3 separate regions of the Ovis aries genome follow, and regions 2 and 3 are each linked to region 1. Evidence: chromatin contacts called from public Hi-C data. All regions are on one chromosome and are shown on one strand. The core of a region is the stretch at or near the end of the contact, and the rest is flanking DNA. Distances in the headings are between cores, read along the strand shown. Region 1 holds the start of RSF1 (remodeling and spacing factor 1). Region 2 holds the start of INTS4 (integrator complex subunit 4). Region 3 holds the start of CLNS1A (chloride nucleotide-sensitive channel 1A).

Evidence for each region. A called contact is a pair of places that touch in the nucleus more often than the background predicts.
Region 2: a contact with region 1 is called in a Hi-C map of tail adipose tissue, with 4 times the contacts expected there. The contact joins the promoter of INTS4 here to the promoter of RSF1 in region 1. A contact is called at or near these places in 8 of 16 Hi-C or Micro-C datasets (blood, liver, muscle and 3 more).
Region 3: a Hi-C map of liver shows a contact between it and region 1, with 5 times the contacts expected there. The contact joins the promoter of CLNS1A here to the promoter of RSF1 in region 1. A contact is called at or near these places in 2 of 16 Hi-C or Micro-C datasets (hypothalamus and liver).

What each region holds. Positions count from the first base shown.
Region 1 is chr21:15,769,058-15,772,148 of ARS-UI_Ramb_v3.0, forward strand. RSF1 (remodeling and spacing factor 1) reads left to right here and starts at 1,371. Exons shown (of 16, transcript XM_015103086.4): 1 at 1,371-1,853. The coding sequence starts at 1,667. It overlaps AAMDC (adipogenesis associated Mth938 domain containing), which reads right to left and starts at 1,258. Exons shown (of 4, transcript XM_012101710.5): 1 at 1,198-1,258.
Region 2 is chr21:15,619,135-15,622,013 of ARS-UI_Ramb_v3.0, forward strand. INTS4 (integrator complex subunit 4) reads left to right here and starts at 1,480. Exons shown (of 23, transcript XM_004019432.5): 1 at 1,480-1,629. The coding sequence starts at 1,576. It overlaps LOC114110119 (a long non-coding RNA gene), which reads right to left and starts at 1,234. Exons shown (of 3, transcript XR_009597820.1): 1 at 553-1,234.
Region 3 is chr21:15,935,187-15,938,392 of ARS-UI_Ramb_v3.0, forward strand. CLNS1A (chloride nucleotide-sensitive channel 1A) reads left to right here and starts at 1,295. Exons shown (of 8, transcript XR_009597819.1): 1 at 1,295-1,498. It overlaps LOC132658345 (a long non-coding RNA gene), which reads right to left and starts at 1,233. Exons shown (of 2, transcript XR_009597821.1): 1 at 790-1,233; 2 at 1-191.

The DNA.
Region 1 (3,091 bases), core at 121-2,620:
GCTCAAAGTAGTAAACTATCAATTACAAACAATTGAATTCAACCTAAATTTTAGGGATTTTCTTCAATAGTAGCAACTAATATTTTTAAAGTATTTACAATGTGCCAGGGCCTTCCCTGGTAGCTCAGTTGGTAAAGAACCTGTTTGCAATGCAGGAGACCCCGGCTGGATCCCTGGATTGGAAGATCCCCTGGAGAAGGACATGGCTACCCACTCCAATATTCTGGTCTTGAGAATTCCCTGGACTGTATAGTCCATGGGGTCGCAAAGAGTCGGACACGACTGAGCGACTTCTACTCACAATGTGCCAGGGCATTGTGCTAATCAATTTATTGTGAATTATATAGTAAAATCTTACGATGTAGGTACTATCATCACCGGCCCCCCCATGTCAGATTTTCAAAGAAATGAAAAAATCTTCCCCAATGTCGTGAAGCGGTTCTGTTAGGACTCAAGTCTTCCTGAACTCCAAGTCCAGACTCTTAAACATAATGCACATTATATCCCAAGCTGCACATTCTGGTTTGCATTACTGATGGATTTTCTGAGATTCTTTGTGGGAGAGTGCTCACTACTCCCAACGAAGCAGAACTCTGTCTTCTAACAAACATTTTGCCCTTGCTACAAATTTCCTACCAGGTGTGCACTCAGGGCAGTCCTAGTCCACCCTCGATCTTGGTTCCGCTACAGAGATTGGTCCCTAAGATCTCAGTCCTTAACAGGGCCCCTCGCCCTCCCACCCTGGCAAACTCAGGAGGGCCCAATCCTCTCAAACTTTGCTCCCTGAGAAGAGCCTGGTCCCTTCAAACCCCGGATTTCCTAACACGGCCCCAACTCCTCAGACTGGAGATCCCGGCAGATTCTCGTTCCGTCAGGCCCTCGTCCCCCAGTTCTCCGACAATGCTTTCAAGCAGGTGCAGTACTTGTACCTCAGCAAACTTCACAGAGACCCCTTCATTACAAAGGTTCCATCCCAATCCCCAACTCAGGACACCTCTCTACTTCTCCCCTCTCCAATTTTTCCTCAGAATCGCTTTTATTTTTTTCTATTCTGCTCTTTTTCTCCTTCTTATTCACTCTCCTCAACTTCCCCGACCATCTGGTGGCCAGTTTCAGTTCCAGGAGTGGCCCCCCGAAACTTACCCGACACCCTCCGAGGAGCGGCGATCTCAAACCGCTCCGTGCTTTACCTCTCACCTTTGCTCAGGCGGTCTCCGCTAGACGCTCTCCCCACCCCGACTCGCCCCGCCCGGAAAAGAATGTTTCGGCCAGGCAGCAAGCGAAGCCCCGCCCCTTCATGTCTGTTGGTCATTGCCCACAAAGTCCCGCCTCCCGAGCTTCCAGCCCCGCCTCCCTGCCCCGCAGCCCTTGTTTTCATTCCCCCTGTCACACGAGGCAGTGGCAAGCCCGAAGTGGGAGGAGCGGGAAGAGGGCGGAAAGTGAAAGCCACGGAGCGCCTCTCTTTCCTCCGTCTGACTGGGTTCTCGACTGCTCTGAGCCGCCGTTGTATTGTGGGATCGCGGCGCCGTGCCTGAGACGCCCGGATCCGCAGGGGCGCCCACTTGCTAGCGCCTCCTGTCGTCTGAAAGGTTGCCCTGCTGTTCCTCGGCACCCCAACTCCCCTTACCCCCCCATCGCCTCCTCCTCCTCCATCCTCCAGTTCAAAATGGCGGCGGCGGCGGCAGCGGCGGCGGCGATGGCTCCTCCAGGCTGCCCGGGTTCGTGTCCCAACTTCGCCGTAGTCTGCTCTTTCTTGGAGCGCTACGGGCCGCTGCTCGACCTGCCTGAGTTGCCGTTCCCGGAGCTCGAGCGGGTGCTGCAAGCTCCGCCGCCGGACGTCGGCAACGGAGAAGGTAAGCGAGGGGGCCCGAACGCCCGGCGGGAAGCGGCCCTGGTTTGCTCCTTCTCTCTGCTCCCCACAGACACCCCGGGCCTCCGCGGCTCTGTCCTCCCGCTGAGGCGCAGTTCCGCGCGGCCGGTCTCCTCCGCCCAGCCCCCGGGGGTCTCGGGCAGTGGGGAGGCGGGGCGGAGGCCCCGTAGGGCCAACTCCGCCCGGCGCCCAGCAGAGGTGGGGGCGTCGTCGTCTAGGTCTGGGCGCGGGGGATGAGGGGGGTCATTGTGCTGATCGGCCGCACCGGGGGCTGCTACCCCGCGGTGGGGGCCGGGTCCCTCTCCCCTTCTCCCTCTCGGTGGCGGAGGAAGGGGAGCGCAGGTTCCGGCCAGCTTTGCGCTTTTCTCTACCCCTCCCTCGCTCCCTCCCCTCCTCCCACCATCCTCCCTACTATCTCGGGGGAGGCTGGGCTCGTCTTCTCCGGGCTCCCCTTTCTCTCCCTCCACCTGGGTGGGCGGGGGCCAGAGGACACTTCATCTCCCTCCCTCCCTCTAGTGGGAACTCCCCCGAGAGAGAGTCGGCTCCGGTCTCCTTTCCCTTCCCCTCCAGGGTCGGTTTAACCCCCAAAACTCCTTCTTCGGGAGTCTGGAGGTTTGCTGCTCCTTCATAGGAAGGGGTCCTCTTCCATTCTCACTTTGCGGGGTGGTGGTGGTGAAGTCGGTTTTGCTTCCCCGCTTTGGTGGGCAGAGGGTTAATTTCTCCTCCCCCATAGTTTTTCTCCTCCTCCCTGCCTCCCCCCGCAAATAATAGAAAAGCATCTCTCCACTTTTCCAGTCCCTTCCCCCTTCATCCTGGCAGTAAGGCTTAGGGGAAGAAGAAGTCGCCCTCCCATTTGAAGGGTAGGGTGGGGTGTTTAGTATGTAGGATGGAGGAGGGGCTCAGACGGAGGGGGAAACAGTTGAAGAAGGTGCTTGTTGCTCATGTTTCTCTCTCTGGTGCCGCCGGTCTATTATTGGTGTTCGCAAGTGGTGCTCCTTCCACATAAGGCCACCGCGCGGGTGCAGGGCGCATGCTCTGCCCGGCCCCATTGAAACTTCCTGCTGCTGCTTGCTGCTGGTGGTTCTTTTCGCTGGAGCATCTCCGCGCCTCGCCTGCTGCCTCCAGCCCTCACTGAGCGCTTACACTCACTCCCTGTTTATTCCCGATCTGTCCTCTCTTTTTCAGGGAAAGGTTTTTTGTTGTTGTTGTACTCTGAGCATT
Region 2 (2,879 bases), core at 230-2,729, 150 kb before region 1:
ATACAAGGTGAGCAATTTTAACTGAAGGACAGTGGGTTCAAGTCCCACCTCATGGGTTCAAGTTCCAATCAGAGTTTTGGCTGGGTTCAAATCCCATCTGAGTTGTGTGACCTGAAGCTTTGTTGCTTGATCCTTGGCCTTAGAATTCTTTCCACTCTCCCCTAGCTATCAGATGATGGCTTGATTCCTTAAAGGATAGGTAGCTTTTCAACAACTGGAATGAGAGAGCAGGAAAAAGTACCCTAGGCCAGGAGAGGTTTGGAGGGGTGGCATACAGCTTTGTAAGCAGATAGGGAGGGGGGGGGGTCCCTAGAAAAAGATGTAAGAAAAGCCATTTTTGGCTTAAGCCATTGTTTGATCTAAGCCTGACCACAATGCTTGTCCTTGAACAGGTCTCTAATTAATTATCTTGAGAGAAGTGAGGGAAGGAAGGAACAAAAGAAATACGTTTTCTTGTTCCTTGCAGTCAAAAACCAGTTTTTCCTTAAAAGATATATGTAACAATCTGATATATGTCTTTGAGTTCTGCAAGAACTAATGTTCCCCACTCACCTTGAAGATGGAGCGGTGATGTCGACCCTCTTGAATTCAATCAACTAAAGCTTGGGCCCTGTAGACCTCTCCCCAATCCAATGCTGAATTCTCCTCTGCTCAAGCGCCTTCATGAATGAATTTGCATGCACCCTTAGGCTTCCGTGGTAGGTCAGAATCTGCCTACAGTGCATGAGACCTGAGCTCGATCCCTGGGTCAGGAAGATCCCTTGGAGAAGGGGACAGCAATTCACTTCAGTATTCTTGCCTGGAGAATTCCATGGATGGAGTGGCCTGGTGGGCTACGATCAATGGGGTCTCAAAGAGCTGGACACCACCGAGCGACTAACACTTAGCTTAAAGCGTCCCCAGTTTTGCTGTTTGGAGACACTGCTTTGGGGAAGATTGCTTGTGCTCTCCTTACTTGCTGCAAGTAATATGTCCTTACTTCTTTGGAACTTTGGTTAGTTGGGTCTTCAGGCTTGACAACAACCAGAAGGCAAACCCAGTTTCTGAGCAACAGCTCGATCAAAAGGCGAGCACAGGGGACAGACAGCAAATACTGAGAACAGCAATGGATGATGGAGCTGTCAGTCTGACCTCTTTGTGTTATCTTCTGAGTCAGAATCCTCACACAGCTCCAGGTTTTACCTCTAGCTCTGGATAGCTCCACCTCCGCCCTTTACACTGAAGCACTTCCCCCGACCCTCCGTTTCCCTCCGTCACTCAAACCCAACAGAAAGCCCCCCAAAGCTCCCATTGGCTCCTCCAGCCTTTCCGACCCGCCTCCTCCTGCCAGAAGCCCCGCCCCCTGTGCTACGCTCCGGCTCCGGTTTCCGTTCCTCCCGCGCGGCAGGCGTAGGTCGCTAAATCCGGACGCACAGCGACAAGGCAGTCGAGCAGCCGGAAGCGGCTTCTCTTTCCCGGAACCCCACTGCCTTGTGGGACAGCGGCTGGTTCCTCCCTCCTGGGCAAGTTTGTTCGTATTCCTCTGCCCCCCTCAGCCCCGTCGGGTACGGAAGCTGAGAAGGTGCACGAACAACCATGGCGGCACATCTGAAGAAGCGGGTTTATGAGGAGTTCACTAAGGTGGTTCAGGTAAGCTCTAGAAGGAAAGGTCCCAGGACTGGTCTGGGAAAGGGGAAGGTAGGTTATCCGCGCCCCCAGACACTTTGCCAGAACTGGCGCCACAAAGCTGGGTAGGGTGTCAGTGCTGCCAGTGCTTTGGTAGGCTGCCTCTCTGACTACACTTTAGTGGGCGTGTTCATTGGCCGCTGCTGTTGTCAGTATTAACATGTGCAGTCTGACACTAAAAAAAACTATTAGAAGAAGCAAACAGCACCTTGCAATTTACGAAAGTATCTTATCTGTTATCTTATTTTTTTCATGTTACCTTCAGTTCAGCAGCTCAGTCGTGTCCGACTCTTTGCGACCCCATGAATCGCAGCACGCCAGGCCTCCCTGTACATCACCAACTCCCGGAGTTTACTCAAACTCATGTCCATCGAGTGGGTGATGCCATCCAACCATCTCATCATCTGTCGTCCCCTTCTCCTCCCGCCTTCAATCTTTGCCAGCATCAGGGTCTTTTCCATTGAGTCAGTTCTTCGCATCAGATGGCCAAAGTATTGAAGTTTCACCTTCAGCATTAGTCCTTCCAGTGAATATTCAGGACTGATTTCCTTTAGGTTCGACTGGTTTAATCTCGTTGCTGTCCAAGGGACTTTCAAGAGGCTTCCCCAAACACCGCAGTTCATTAGCATCTTCATTTTACAAATGAGGACTTTGAGACTTCTGGTGGGGTATTGACAAATTTCCTTGCAACTCCCATTACCAAAAAAGTGCCCAAAGCCAAGTTGGCTGTATGCAGAGCTCTAAGGGTTTGGAAGAGGAATCTATAGGAGTCCTCAAGACCCAGTCACAGCAGACGAGAGTCACAGGCTTCATAGGGGTTGAAGTTTTCGTTGGTGGAACAGCTCACCACCAACCTTTTATAGTTTACCTGTAAAGGAGGGCAGTACCATCCTTCCTCCTTTGGAGTTGTTTCAGGACTGAGGGGCCCAGACCGTGTCAGTTAGTCAGTTGAGTCAGTTCAGTCGCTCAGTCGTGTCCAACTCTTTGCGACCCCATGAATTGCAGTATGCCAGGCCTCCCTGTCCATCACCAACTCCCGGAGTTCACTCAAACTCATGTCCATCGAGTTGGTGATGCCATCCAGCCCTCTCATCCTCTGTCGTTCCCTTCTCCTCCTGCCCCCAATCCCTCCCAGCATCAGAGTCTTTTCCAATGAGTCAACTCTTCGCATGAGGTGGCCAAAGTACTGGAGTTTCAGCTTTAGCATCATTCCC
Region 3 (3,206 bases), core at 45-2,544, 170 kb after region 1:
TTTTAATCCCTGCTTGGGGAACTAAGATACCTGCTTGCACTGCAGCACACCAAAGCAAAAACAAAAAAACACACCAAAATTCAACAGCTATTATCTCACAGTTTCTGTCCGTCCATGAATCTGACACAGTTTAGTTGGATTCCTCTGCCTCAGGATCGCTCCCAAACCTGCAGTCAAGTTGTCAGCCAGGGCTGCAGGCATGTCAAAGCATATAGGACCACAAAGTACATTTAAAAAAAAAAATGATGAAAAATCCATCAGATACTACTTGTGGTTACCATCAGATACTACTTGTGGTTACACTCTGTAACTTCCAAGGCTAAATTAGAAGAGGCCGTGCAGCTTATACCACTCTCTTTCTTGGGATGCTCAACGTCAAAACCCAGTTGCCAAGCTGTGAGGAAGCTCAGGCCACAGGGAAGGATCTCTCAGGATCTATTCCTACTACTTTCCACTAGTTCTCGTTTCAGCTCCATCTTCCCCATAAAGTTGTCACAGAGGAAATGAAGAAATAATAAGGGTAAAGAGAGGAGCCTGGCGGGCTACAGTCAGTAAGATCGCAGAGTCGGACACAACTGGAGCGACTTAGCCTTGAACGGGGCTTGACACTTAATACCCGGTTACCATTAGCTACTTTTATGATTATTTTAAAAGTTTTTATTAGCTCTTAATACTTTTTCAGTGTCTAGTGAAGAAATAAAGAATTCCAAGTCGAATGGATTAATTCTTTTCCCCTCAGCGCCCCATATGCTTGCTGACACAACTAGCCTTTCACCCAGGGTTAATTACCTCTTTGCGCTCGTTTGCACATCTGATACCAGGGGATATGTGGCTCGTGTACTAGGACGGCGTTAGGACCTATACTGATGTCTGGGGCGTGGCTGTTGAGACATGAACAAGGCCTAGACGAGGCGGGCGCAGGTGAGAAGAGCCGAACCCACTTAGGTGACCGACTTGTAAATCAGTGTGGTCTCTCATTGCTATGCAACCTCAGGCAAGAGACTCCCTGCCTTACGGTTCCGTTTCCACTTCGGCAGAAAGAAGAAATTTATTATTTCCTGTGCTTCCTCTCTCACAAGGTTGCTGTGACGATCCTGAAGTAGGATGTGGGGAGAACACTCCGTTATTCCAAACCTGGAGCCTTAGAAATCCGAGGGAGAAGGGAAAAGCCGTAACCTGACAAACTCAGTTCTCTCAAGCCTGTGAGAGCTTGTCCTAGAACGTCTCATCTCTATGGTAGACGGGCTCGAATTCCGGGGCCGACTAAGTTACACTTCCGGGGGGAATTGCTACTGCTTCCGGGGCGGGACGCGGCGAAGGGTTTGCGGTGCCTCAGCCAGCTCCTGGCCGGTGTCTCGGCGCTCCTCGCAGTAATGAGCTTCCTCAGAAGTTTCCCGCCGCCCGGGTCGGCTGAGGGCCTACGGCAGCAGCAACCAGACACCGAGGCTGTGCTGAACGGGAAGGGCCTCGGCACCGGCACCCTTTACATCGCTGAAAGGTAGAGTCTCTGTTTCCAAGGGCTGGCTTCCTGCTCGCCTCGTCTCTGCCGGGCGCGGGCGGTGCGGAGTAGCGTGAGGGAGACTGAGACTTCTGAGGCCGTGGGGCGGGGGAGCGCGTGCCCCGCTTTGCCTTTGAGGTGCCTCTGCTGAGGAGAAGACTCGTGTGTTCCAGTGTCCTCTCCTCGGAGCCTTCATGTCTGTCTTCGTCAGACGGTGTTCGCCTCATTCATTGTGCTTTCTACCCACCTGTTTTCTGGAGGTCTGATGGGGTGCTGCTTTTTATTCAAGGTCTCAGGATTTTGAGTTTCAGGACCTGAGTGAAGAAGAGTCATCGAAGTGCCTGCCTCGTCGGCGATCAGGAATGGGAGGTGTTGCCCTGGGTAGGATATGTAGGTTTAGAGCAAATTGTGCAGGATTTTAAAGCTTGGTTAAGGGGGTATAGGTTTTTTTCTGTAGGTATGAGTGGGGAGAGGAACACCTGCACCCCCACGCTGGTAGGGGTTGTATCCAGAGGAACCTAACTCTCATTTCCATTCCTAGAAGGAATTGCCCTTTTATTTGGGTACCTGGAGCAGTTTTTACTTTCATAGACTTGTTTTACATGTTGAGATTGTAGAATAGAAGTTCTCATTTCCATGACATATGGTTCCATTCATCTTCAAGCCAACAGTCACACACTGAATCTTTTCCTGTCCTCCACTTCTCTCTTTATTCTGTATCAGTTTTGTCTGCAGTCAGAAAATTCCCTGCTTTTAAGAAGTCACATGATTATGTTGGACCCACACAGATAATCCAGGGTAATCTCTCTTTTCTTGTGACCTGATTAGTAACCTTAATTACATACACAAAGTCCCTTCTTCCATGTAACATATTCACTGGTTTGACACCAGGAGATGTGAGAGTCATAGAGGCCAAATTTCTCCCTGCCACAGCAGGCACAAAAAGATGTAAAGAACCCCTTGCTTTCGAAGGAAATCTAGTCATTGAACAAAGCTTAGTTTTCTGGTCAGTCACAGATAGGAAATTTGGATGGGAGGAAGATCAAGTTTGGGGTAAGGTACAGATAATGGGTTTGGTCTGCAAATGTGGATTAGTTGCACATATGAGCATATTTCTTGGGAGAGTTGTGTTAAAGATGAATAGATTAGATACTTGAGAAGAAGAGAGGGCCAAGGATAGAACCTTGGGGACACATCTACACAAGTTATGTTATAGAAGGTGAAGGTGAAGTTGTTCAGTCGTGCTGGACTCTTTGCGACCCTATGGACAGTAGCCTGCACCAAGCTCCTCCGTCCATGGGATTTTCCAGGCAAGAGTACTGGAGTGGGTTGCCATTTCCTTCTCCAGGGAGTGTTCCCGACCCAGGGATCGAACCCAGGTCTCCCTCATTGTAGACAGATGCTTTACTGTCTGAGCCACCAGGGAAGAAGAGACTTGAGGAAAAAGAGAGGAGTGGTCAAATAAAATCAAATCTGAAAAGCAGTATTTGAGGGTATTGACAAGAAGATCTTCAGAGATCTTGCAAGGAGTGGAAGATCTCCTTTCTTTCAAGGAGTGGAAAGTGGAACACATATTCTTAGCCCCTACACAATCCCCCTTTTCTCCATGGCTTCTCTGTGTACTGTCTCCTGTATAATATAAATCCTATTAGGGGAAGGTCCTATACTTGTTTTTTCATTTGGATAAATTTCAAAGGTAAAGAAAAGT